2 separate regions of the Capra hircus genome follow, and region 1 is linked to region 2. A link is a contact called in public Hi-C data. All regions are on one chromosome and are shown on one strand. Each heading gives the region's core, a stretch centred on a gene start, on an enhancer-like site or on the middle of the called end of the contact. The rest is flanking DNA. Distances are from core to core; before and after follow the strand shown. Region 1 holds the start of LOC102180465 (mammaglobin-A). Region 2 has its middle 40 kb from the start of INCENP.

Region 1 (6,320 bases), core at 2,110-4,609, 52 kb after region 2:
GAATCCACATCTCCTGTGTCTCCTGCAGTCAGGGTAAAAGTTGTGAATAATTCACCCCTACCCTGGGGTTTATCATAGTAGGTGGTCAATAAATGTCACTCAAACACAGAAACTGAAGGTCCCTCACACCTCTAGTGTCAGGACTTAATCTGGGGACTTGAGTCAAAATCCCTTTGGAAAAGAAAACAAAATCAAGCCAAGAACACAAGCATCCTGACCTTTTGATTTTTTCTATTTCTCCTTGTAAATGCTGGCTTGCAAAGTAGTCTTTTGCAAGGCAAGCTGCTATTTAATTCACCTAAGAACAATCATACCTTGCTATGGAGAACACCCCTCTTTATTGTGGGAACTGCATACATGATGTGGGATTTGTTTCAGAGTAATAAACCTCTGAGGGGGGCCAGGGTCCCTGCAGGTAACAGGCAGGTCCAAACAACTGGGTGACCAGCCAGAGTCTCCATTAAGTCCTGGTCAGGGATACCATCTCCTATTTCATTACCAATGTCCTTCACTTGCCTTTGGAAGGCAGATCACCAGCAATGGTCACCTGAGGGAAAATGAGTATGTAAGAACATAGCCTTCTTCCTTATTTCTTACCTCTTGCTAAATCAGTAGTGTTCTTGGCAATTTATGAATGATGGAAAGGGATGAGTTCCAAATGATCCACAGAGCAAATAATACATTTATGGGTAGTTAACTATTGACTCTTTTCTCTGACTCTCTAGTCCTTGAACCTAAGCTGACCTTGTTTCCCTTGTTCCTATTCCCTTTCTATCACCCCTATTTCAACTGGTGTGGGTTCTCTCTTAGGAGGCTAGCCTGTCCCCACTGTGACATCAAGAGATACACTTTCCTTGCTTTCCTTGTCATGACAAGCACAATCTGCTCCTCAGGGCCTCTGTACCTGCTGTTCCCTCCGCATAGAACACTCTTCCCAGAACTTCCCTTGGAGGTCATTGTCCACTCATCCAAGCTTAAAAGGCCTTCTTCCTACAACTCGTCTGGACCTCCCTGCAGGACGCTGTCCTTAGTGGTTGTTTAGTCTTTAGAGCTGTTGCTTTGTGATATCACTCATTCAGTTGAAGGCTTGTCTGCTGCCTGCCCCGTTTGCACCGCAGGGGCAAGGTCCGGGTCTAACTTATCCCTGCAAATGAATGTGTGATACATAGCAGAGGGCCCATCAGAGTAGAAGCTCCTGGTACTGCTAAATGATGAGTGGATGGATGGGTGGACGGATGGATAAATGAAGTGGATGGATGGGTGGACGGATGGATGAATGAAGTGGATGGATGGGTAGACGGATGGATGGAAAGACGGATGGGTGGGTGGATAGAGAAATGAAGTGGATGGATGGGTGGACAGTTGGATGGAAAGACGAATGGGTGGGTGGATAGATAAATGAAGTGGATGGATGGGCAGACGGATGGATGGAAAGATGAATGGGTGGGTGGATAGAGAAATGAAGTGGATGGATGGGTGGACGGTTGGATGGAAAGATGAATGGGTGGGTGGATGGATGGATAGACGAATGGATGATGGGTGGGTGGATGAATGAACCTCCCACTAATCCATGATACCCTGTTTTAAGCCCTGTGATAGGCTCTTTACATGGAGTCTCATCTTGACAAAACCAAGCATGGCATCATTTATGCCCCTTTTAGCAGTGAAGGAAAGGAAGCTCAGAATGACCACGAGTTTGTCCAAGGACCCTTCATGATTAGGTGTTGCCTCCGTGCTTCAAATCCACATCTGTATGAACCCAGATCCCATCGCCATTCCACCATTCAGCTTTGCCTCCCCTAAGCAATCAGCTTTTCTACTTCACAACATCCTTTGTGTCAGTGGAAGAAAAACCCTCAAAACCTAACAAAAAGTAGATGAAAATTCATTCATAGATCTATAATAGAAGAAATTGATGAAACTGAGTGAACTAAGTGAGATAGTCTTTGATAAAACAAACTTCACAGAGGTGGGACATTTTTAATTTTTCAGTTCAGTTCAGTCTCTCAGCCATGTTTGACTCTTTACCACCCCATGGACTGCAGCATGCCACACTTCCCTGTCCATCACCAAATCCTGCGGCTTGCTCAAACTCATGTCCAACCAGACGGTGATGCTATCCAACCATCTCATCCTCTGTCGTCCCCTTCTCCTCCTGTCTTCAATCTTTCCCAGCATCGGGGTCTTTTCCAATGAATCAGTTCTTCGCATCAGTCCTTCCAATGAATATTCAGGACTGATTTCCTTTAGGATTGACTGGTTTGATCTCCTTGTAGATTTTTAGTTTTTTTAATTTTTAACATTTCCCAAATTTTAAACACCTTACTGAAAAAAAGCTTCTATAGGCAAGAGAACTCTGCCTCCCAGAGGAGGTATGTGGTATCACACCCAGCTCTTGCGCTTGGTAAACCTGCAGAACAGACCCACAGCATATGCTACTTGCACTTTGAAGAAGAAGAGAGTAGAAACAAGAGGAGGAGGAAGGGGAGGAGGAGGAAGAAGAGATAATGATGATCACAATAATAATAAAAACAAGGAGGACAACACAGGCTTGCCATGCTGGGCTTTGCTTCATTCAGAAAGCAGATTTGCATTCATTTTACTTAAAAAGTCATATAGTGCAGCCGTGAAATTGAAAGAAGCTTGCTCCTTGGAAGAAAAGTTATGACCAACCTAGACAGCATATTAAAAAGCAGAGACATTACTTTGCCAATAAAGGTCTGTCTGGTCAAAGCTATGGTTTTTCCAGTAGTCATGTATGGATGTGAGAGTTGGACTATAAAGAAAGCTGAGCACCGAAGAACTGATGCTTTTGAACTGTGGTGTTGGAGAAGACTCTTGAGAGTCCCTTGGACTGCAAGGAGATCCAACCAGTCCATCCTAAAGGAAATCAGTCCTGAATATTTATTGGAAGGACTGATGCTGAAGCTGTAAGTCTAATACTTTGGCCACCTGATGCGAAGAACTGACTCATTTATAAAGACCCTGATGCTGGGAAAGATTGAAGGTGAGAGGAGAAGGGAATGACAGAGGATGAGATGGTTGGATGGCATCACTGACTCAATGGACGTGAGTTTGAGTAAACTCTGGGAGTTGGTGATGGACAGGGAGGCCTGGCGTGCTGCAGTCCATCGGGTCACAAAGAGTCGGGCACGGCTGAGTGGCTGAACTGAACTGAAAGTCATATATCATGACGGCAGTTACGAAATTGTTTGGGGTCCCAAAGACTCTGTCTCCTCAGTTTTCTACCAACAGAAACACAGGCTGTCTGGGTTCTTATTGGTTCCTGCTGTTGTTTCCTGGTCCAATGCCAGGTTTATCCTGTGACTCATTTCCTCATTTGTGGGAAGGATTAGCGTGGTGACCTGGAGAATAAAAGGAGGCATTCTGGGCACTCACCTCTAAAGTGAGTTCCTTCTTCTCTGACACATTAGACTGACTCGTCAGCAGCAGCTGCCTCCAACATGAAGCTGGTGACGGTCCTCGTGCTGGTCGCCCTCCCCCTGTACTGCTATGCAGGTGAGTACTGACGGGTGCACAGATGTGGGGCTAAGGCTGCTGTCTGGTTCCCTGTGCAAGAGCTCCCAACCCCCAAGCACCAGTACAGGACAGGCCTGCCCGCCAGAGACGTAAGCATCATCACTCATTCCAGAACATCTGAAAGAAGGCCCTTTGTAAGCTTTGCCTCTGCCCTGGGGCTGCACATAGTGTCTCACGACATTCAGGGAGTCCCACCGTTGTCACAGGTGCCATGAAATCGGGATGAGGCTAGTGACTGACTACTAGAATTAGGCATTTCAGCAGGGCAAGGGGAAGAGATGCTCTGATGATTCCTGATTTTATACCAGATGGGTTTCCTGAAAAATGCACTCTTGGAGTCTCCTTAAATATGAAAAGAAACAGGAAATCTTCAAGGAGGTGAAGTTCAGGCTGCGGTGGGCGACCCAGGGTCCTGCACCCAGTTGGGGGTTCCAACTCTTCACAAGTTTTCACAGCTGATTTGAGCCCTTCTGGAATGCCTTTCCTCCCAGTCCCTCCCTGCTCAGTGTTGCCTGAAGAGGGGAGCTCACACCTCCTTGGAGGTCTCCTTCCCCAGTGAAGATCCAGTTAGAGACTACTGCCCTGGCAGCTAGTCTAGTCTTCGGTCATAAGTCACAGACACAGTTTACTTTATTCAACTTACAAAGCTCTTTTCTTCTTTTTTCATTTCTGTTTATTTATTCCTAGTTGCACTATGTCTTGGTTACTTTGCCCAGGCTTTCTCTAGTTGTGGCGAGTGGGGGCAACTCTTCACTGGGGTGCGAGGGCCTCTCATTGCGATGGCTTCTCTTGTTGCAAAGCAAGGGCTGTAGAGCGTGGGCACAGCAGCTGTAGCACGCAGGGTTAGCTGCCCTAAGGCTTGTGGAATCTTCCCCAATAGGGGTCGAACTCACGTCCCCCACATTGGCAGGTGGATTCTTATCTGCTGTGCCTCCAAAGAAGTCCTACAGAGCTCTTTTAAATATCCTCCCCTCATTTGTTCCTCAAGTATTTGCAGATGTGTTCAAGGTGACAGGCTCAAGGTCAACTAAATAAAAAATTACAGACCCAAGAATAAAAGCCAGTTCTCTCTAATCCAGTTCCAGAGCTCTTTCTCCTACCCAACCGAGGTCGCCACAACAGATCACTTCACAAACATTATTTTGTTTGTTTTTGTTTGTTTCAGAAAATCATTAACACCAACAGAGCTAATGGACAACATTCTAGAACCAGTACATGTACAATCCTGGGAAATTTTACTTGTTACTTGAAATGATAATGGTGAAGCATCATATGACTCTGAACAAAGAAAGACCAGATAAAGTTTAGTATGTTGCCCTGAGTCAGAACGTCTCACTTCCTCAACGCCCTCCTTAGTCAAGGTTACATAAGGTTTGGCTTCTAGAGGCTAGCAAGAAGAAGCACAGATGTTTTAGGTCTTAGAAAAATCCCAGATCCCAAGTTTACTCTCGTAGAATAGAGAACTGAAGACCATTTGCCACAATCTTTCTGAATAGACATCTCTACAGGGATGTAAACGAATGACAACCATCATGGTTCTGCCCTCCAAAGACGTTCATGCACACACAATGGAGCCCATGTTTGCTTCTTTCTTCCCAGGGTCTTCTGGCTGCTCCCTTCTTGACAATGTGATCGATAAAGCAGTTGATCCCACTGTGTCCAAGGATGAATACAGAGCATATCTTAAAGATTTCCTACAGACTGAAAATGAGGAAAATGCTGCAGATGAATTAAAGCAATGTTTTCTCCAGCAGTCAAATGAAACTCTGGCCAATTTCAAACAGATGTTGGTAATTTCAGCTTCTTCTGATGTGCTTTTACAACCAAGGGACAGGGACAAATAGACTCTACGTTTGTTATTCGTTACACCAAAGCAAGTGATGAATGTGGTATATTTCTGTTTATTTCATTGTGTGGTGAGTCTGATGACTTTGACATCAGGAAAGATGTCCACGGCTACAGGGCTGAAATCTTTAGTGAATAATAAATTTAAAAGACAATAGAGGGAAAAGCAAAGGGTCTACCTAACTCTCAATTCCCCAGTAGGCACAGAGGCACACACACACACACACACACACACACACACACACACACACACACATTATGGTCAGTGAAATAAACCAGTCACAAAAAGACAAAGGTAGCCTAACTCTTACACCAGGTTTCAGGAGTAGCCAATCTCATAGAGACACAGGGTGGAATAGTGGCTTTCAGAAGTCGGATATTGAGGGAAAATGGGAGTTATCTGACAGGTATTTAATTTCATTTTTGTAACCTGAAGATAGTCTGGAGATTGGTCGTACTGACTGCAGAGGGAATATGGTGTTAGGTATATTCGAAACAGTGAAAATGGTAAATTACATCATTTACTATGATCCTTACAATGCAGGATGCTAGGCTTTTTTTCTTGAAAAGCCTAACTCAGATGGCTCTTTCTGAGTCACAGCCTCAAGATTTTGTGGGCTACAAAGTCAAAGATAAAGGTCCAGGCTATTTTCTATATTTCTGACAGAAAGTCTGCACAAGAATTCAAAAATGTCTTGGGTCCTTGTATTGAAGCTGAGATTGTCACGATTCTATGGAAAACTGATAATATACGTAGCATCATTATAGATAAGTTATTACAGCAAGAAATGTGCAGAAAAGAACTTACTCAAGGGACCTCTGGTGGGGATAAGATCTGGAAGCACCAGCACTTCTTTGGGATTAATAAATGTCTCCTGAATGATAGGATAAATGGGATCATTCTGATTTAACTTCCAGCACTAATTCTCTTGAAT
Region 2 (5,812 bases), core at 2,362-4,861:
GTGCGTGAAGCATGGCCCCACCTGTGAAGCAAGGTACCAGCCTATGGACATCCATGCCTGGATGGGCGGGGAAAAGACTCGAGTTAACACTGGCTGTATCCGAGTGACTTCCATCATCTTCCATGCACTTTCTTCATTTTTTTTCAAAATTTCTAAAGAGTGCTCTGTCCATTACACAGCGCCTTGCATAACAACTTTCATTTATTCCTAAAAATCCTGCCCACTGAGTGAAAAACATTCCTCTTATTTTTAATGGGAAAAATGATGATGTGTTTCATTACAAACCAACGTTCCCAAATTATTTTCACAGATAGGAAAATAAATCAGTGGAACAAGGAAAAGTTTATGTAAATAATACATGACACCTTGAAAGTCAAAATGCAGTTTCTGTGCATAAACATGTCACAATAATGGTATTGTGCTCTTTTTTTTTTTCATCATCATCTCCACACAATTTTCATTATCAGCTTCTCAGTCTTTTGGGAGCTCATGATTACCTTACACCCAAATGAGACTTACAAGTATAGTACCTTTACTATATATAAAGTTGCATATGTTAATATATATACCTTTATATCCATATCTACATCTATATCTGTAACTTTATATCTATAGCTGTCTACATTTAGAACAAAATTAAGGCTAAATACAGGAGGGCTTTCAAAAAAATGGGAAATTATTTAGCATGCACTATACATGTTAGTCTAAAAGATTCTATCCATGCAAAGAAAAGTGTTTTAGGATTCATTCAAATACAGAGTGCATTTCAAATTTGTTTCATATGACATTCTATGACTGGGAGGGGTTGTGCTGAGTAAAGTGGCGAGTATGTCTTTGCCTGGGCTTCCCAGATTTCCCAGGCAAGACAACTGGAGTGGGTTGCCGTTTTCTTCTCCGTTTGATCCTGACATGTCTCCTGCATTTGCAAGTGGATTCTTTGCTACTGCCTGCAATGCAGGAGACCTGGGTCAGGAAGATACTCTGGAGAAGGAAATGGTAACCTGCTCCAATATTCTTGCTTAGAGAATTCCATGGACAAAGAAGCCTGGCTGTCTATAGTCCATGGGGTTGCAAAGAGTCAGACACAACTGAACAGCTAACACTTTCCTTCACTTTCTTTGCCGCTGAGTCACAAGGGAAGCGCAGCTGGAGCATAGGAGCTCTAAAAGTTCCGGAGGGGATGCTAGTTAGGGAACCACCGATGTATGCAGAGGCAATGTACATTTAACACTGTAAAAGCATTACAATGCTAACATATGCATATATGCATATGCATATATAATGCAAACATTATAAAGCATGACAAAAGTCATCAAGAATGATGTCATCAGCAGCTCCATTTAATAAAAACTTAGTGTGTGTCTGGAATTACGATGAGTTCTTTACCTGCATTATCCACATTCACCCTCTCAGAGCCCTGCAGGACAGTCATGACCATTTTCAGTTCAGTCCAGTTGCTTAGTCGTGTCCAACTCTTTGCAGCCCCATGGACTGCAGCATGCCAGGCCTCCCTATCTATCACCAACTCCCGGAACTTGCTCAAACTCGTGTCCATCGAGGCGGTGATGCCATCCAACCATCTCATCCTCTGTTGCCCCCTTCTCCTCCTGCCTTCAATCTTTCCCAGCATCAGGGTCTTTTCCAATGAGTCATTTCTTCTCATCAGGTGGCCAAAGTATTGGAGTTTCAGCTTCAGCATCAGTCCTTCCAATGAATATTCAGGACTGATTTCCCTTAGGATTGACTGGTTGGACCTTCTTGCAGTTCAAGGGACTCTCAAGAGTCTTCTCCAACACCACAGTTCAAAAGCATCAGTTCTTCGGTGCTCAGCTTTCTTTATAGTCCAGCTCTTACATCCATACATGACTACTGGAAAGACCACAGCTTTGACTAGATGGACGTTTGTTGGCAAAGTAATATCTCTGCTTTTTAATATGTGGTCTAGGTTGGGCATAGCTTTTCTTCCAAGGAACAAATGTCTTTTAATTTCATGGCTGCAGTCACCATCTGTAGTGATTTTGGGGCCCCCCAAAAAAAGTCTCTCTCACTGTTTCCACTGTTTCCCCATCTATTTGCCATGAAATGATGGGATCGGATACCATGATCTTAGTTTTCTTAATGTTGAGTTTTAAGTCGACTTTTTCATTCTCCTCTTTCACTTTCATCAAGAGGGTTTTTAGTTCTTCTTCACTTTCTACCATAAAGGTGGTGTCATCTGGATATCTGAGGTTATTGATGTTTCTCCCGGCAATCTTGATTCCAGCTTGTGCTTCATCCAGCCCAGCGTTTCTCATGATGTACTCTGCATATACGTTAAATAAGCAGGGTGACAATATACAGCCTTGACGTACTCCTTTCCCAATTTGGAACCAGTCTGTTGTTCCATGTCCAGTTCTAACTGTTGCTTCTTGACCTGCATACAGATTTCTCAAGGGGCAGGTCAGGTGGTTTGGTATTCCCATCTCTTTCAGAATTTTCCACAGTTTGTTGTGATCCACACAGTCAAAGGCTTTGGCGTAGTCAATAAAGGAAAAGTAGATGTTTTTCTGGAACTCTCTTGCTTTTCCAATGATCCAGCGGATGTTGGCAATTTGATCTCTGGTTCCTCTGCCTTTTCTAAATCCAGCTTGACCATCTGGAAGTTCATGATTAACGTACTGTTGAAGCCTGGCATCCTGACCTTGTGTTAATGTTATCTCAAAATGCATGTTGTGGGTGAGGGGCCTGGTGCTAGTCTCAGAGTTTTGAGACATTTCCTTTCTCTAACTAGCAGACGGCTAGTAGCTATATAACATCCAGCTAAAGATTAGCAGGGGGGTACTCTTTCTGCCCCCTTCTGATGTTTATGTCAGAAGCTTTCTCTATCTCTCTTATAGTTTAACAAAACTATTACACAAAAGCTCTGAGTGATCAAGCCTCGTCACTGACCCTGGATTGAATTCCTCTCCTCCCAAAGCCTAGAATCCTGGTGTCTTTCACGGCTCAGCAATAATCTTTCAACAACCTTTCTGCATATACATTAAATATGCCCATTTTACAGAGTAGTAAACAGGCTTAGGGTTAAAAATCACACAGCAGGTAGATGACGTAGTCACATTCCAGTTCTGGTCTCTGTCCCTAAAGCCCAGGCACACGGTTAACATTTGGCCTCCTGGCTTCCCTGGTGACTCCGACAGTAAAGAATCCGCCCTCAATGCCGGAGACCTGGGTTTGATCCCTGGGTTGAGAAGATCCCCTCGAGGAGGCATGGCAACCCTCTTCGGTATTCTTGCCTGGAGAATCCCCATGGACAGAGCAGCGGCAGTCCACAGGGTCACAAAGAGTCGGACACGACTGAGCTACTACTCACAGCACACCTTCTATATCCAGTAAGCGGTTTCCTGGGGTGACGCCCCTGGAAATTGTTCCAGAGATCAAATGGAGCCGAGAAGGTCAAGGTGACCCATGTTCTGCTGACCTGGAGGGTGAGACAGAATCAGGAAGGCCAAGATCACGTGAGTGACTGGACTGGCAGCGGCCAGTGTTTAAAGGCCAGAGCAGGGAGTCTCTGGTGTCTACTGCTTATGTGCCAGCATCTGAGCCCACCCGCCTCTGCAATCTGGGCTCCTGCAGGCAGCCTGGATACGCCCTGGGGAGGCCAGTCCCGAGGTGTCACAGGAGCAAGGATGTGAACTTGGAGCACACGCTCTTCTGGGAGTGGTATTCCTACGTACCTCAAGGTCAGCGGGAATGCTAGAGAAGTCTTTGTGCCCCAGGGATGGGAATCACTTCTTTGCCTCCAAACCTCAGTGCTTCTGGGTTTTGTCCCCCCGTTTCACAGTAAATCTAGCTCCTAGAGAGTACAGCGAAAAAGGAAAGTTGGGTCACACTGGAGATCCCGTTTCTTTGTTGATGGTTCTTTTCTTGAACCTGGACTCCGGAACCCATCTTCTTTTCAATTCCATTGCTACTTCCTCATCATCTCCTACTTGGACTTGCCCAGGAGCCCACTTACCTCATCAATCATCCTTTGACTGGTTCCTCCCTGCAGTCGCAGCCATTTATGCATAAATCCTCTTGTTGAACAACTGTTTCATGTAAGCCACAGTGGATACATCAGTAAAGAAAACAGACCAAACTCCTTGTCTTCACAAAGCTTATGTGTTATTGAGGGGAACAAAACAATAAGCCAACCAAAGAAGTAAAATTTAAAGTACACGGTGATAAAACCATAGAGAAAAAGAAGGCAGGAAGTGGGGTGGTTTTGTGGTTTTAATTAGGATGGACAGCACCTGAAACTAATATTTTTTTGTAAATCAGCTATAGTAATAGTGTAGTGTTAGTTGCTCCGTTGTGTCTGACTTTTGGCAACCCCATGAACTGGGGCCCGCCAGGCTCCTCTGTCCATGGAATCCTCCAGGCAAGAATACTGGAGTGGGTTGCCATTCCCTTACTTCAGTAAAACTATTAGGATGTACAGGAAAGGCCTCACCGAAGAGGAAATGTTTCAGCCCAAATGAAGGAGGTGAGGGACAGAGCCCAATGTGTCTGGTCAATCGGCAATCCAGGTGGAGTGCTCCAGGGTCTGGTCATAATGTTCTCTTTAGTTTTTATATAAATATGTGTTGTCTTGACTCAAGCCAGGAACCAGTGTTCCAGGAAACTATCAATTAAGTTCTGTTGGCCAGCAAATGGGAGATGCTCCAGGACTGTGTTTCTCAAACACAATTTGCATCAGAATCACCTAGAGATCTTGATGAAACAGTTTGTTGGGCTCACCCTTGGGGTTTCTCATCAGTAGCTCTGAGATGAGGTCCAAGAAGCTGCATTCCAAACATCAGGTGATCCTGATGTTGCTGGAGTGAGAATCATATTTTGAGAAGGTCTGCTCTAAGGCAACTTGCCATCTCCTTCTGGAAGGCTTGGGGTTTGGCCCCAAGCCCAGCCTTGGGGCTTGGCTGACTTCGGTAAACTAAAGACACAACTTCTACTTATCAACTTATTTGAACCTCAGCAAACCACTGATGGAACCTTGTCTTCCATTCTGAGGGCCTGGCCAAAAGGGAGATCATTTTATTAAAGACCCTGTCATCCCCAACCTTCCAAACAAATGGCTTAGTGTTGGTTTAAACCTCATTTATTTTACTAAAATATATCCAATGTTAGTAAAAATAAACAAGGTTAGGGGCTTTTCTGGTGGCTCAGGTGGTAAAGAATCTGCCTGCAATGCGGGAGACCCAGGTCTGATCCCTGAGTCGGGAAGATCCCCTGGAGAAGGAAATGGCAACCCACTCCAGTATTCTTACCTGGAGAATTCCACGGACAGAAAGCCTGGCAGGCTACCGTCCACGGGGTCCCAAGAGTTGGAAACAACTGAGCAACTAATAAAACAACAACATCCAATATTAACAACGTTCCCTCCTGTCATTTGCTTTAACTTTTCTTCCAGCTGCACATCTTGAGAACAGCGAGCTTGATATTTTTCTCCCTTCGTTGCCTTGTGCAGCACAGTTTCTAGGCTCAATCAATGGTAAATTCAACATTCAAAGATTGTAAATTCAACAACAACAAAAAAAGGTAAGTTCAACATTCAAAAAAGGAAGATCATGGCATCCAGTCCCATCACTTCATGGCAAATAGATGGGGAAACAATGGAAAACAGTGAGAGACTTCATTTCCTTGGGCTCCAAAATCACAAAATTAAAAGTCACTTGCTCCTTGGAAGAAAAGTTATGGCAAACCTAGACAGCATATAAAAAGCAGAGACATTACTTTGCCAACAAAGGTCCATCTAATCAAAGCTATGGTTTTTCCAGTAGTCAGGTATGGATGT

Evidence for each region. A called contact is a pair of places that touch in the nucleus more often than the background predicts.
Region 1: a contact with region 2 is called in a Hi-C map of blood, with 4 times the contacts expected there. The contact joins the promoter of LOC102180465 here to the enhancer-like site in region 2. A contact is called at or near these places in 2 of 5 Hi-C or Micro-C datasets (blood and liver).

What each region holds. Positions count from the first base shown.
Region 1 is chr29:41,040,143-41,046,462 of ARS1.2, forward strand. It overlaps LOC102180465 (mammaglobin-A), which reads left to right and starts at 3,360. Exons shown (of 3, transcript XM_013975890.2): 1 at 3,360-3,519; 2 at 5,140-5,326. The coding sequence starts at 3,465.
Region 2 is chr29:40,988,095-40,993,906 of ARS1.2, forward strand. No RefSeq gene overlaps it. Among named protein-coding and RNA genes, the nearest start is that of INCENP, 40 kb to the left of the region's middle. Within about 2 kb of position 3,612, at least 1 of the 5 cell types and tissues checked has an H3K27ac peak or open chromatin away from gene starts, as enhancers often do.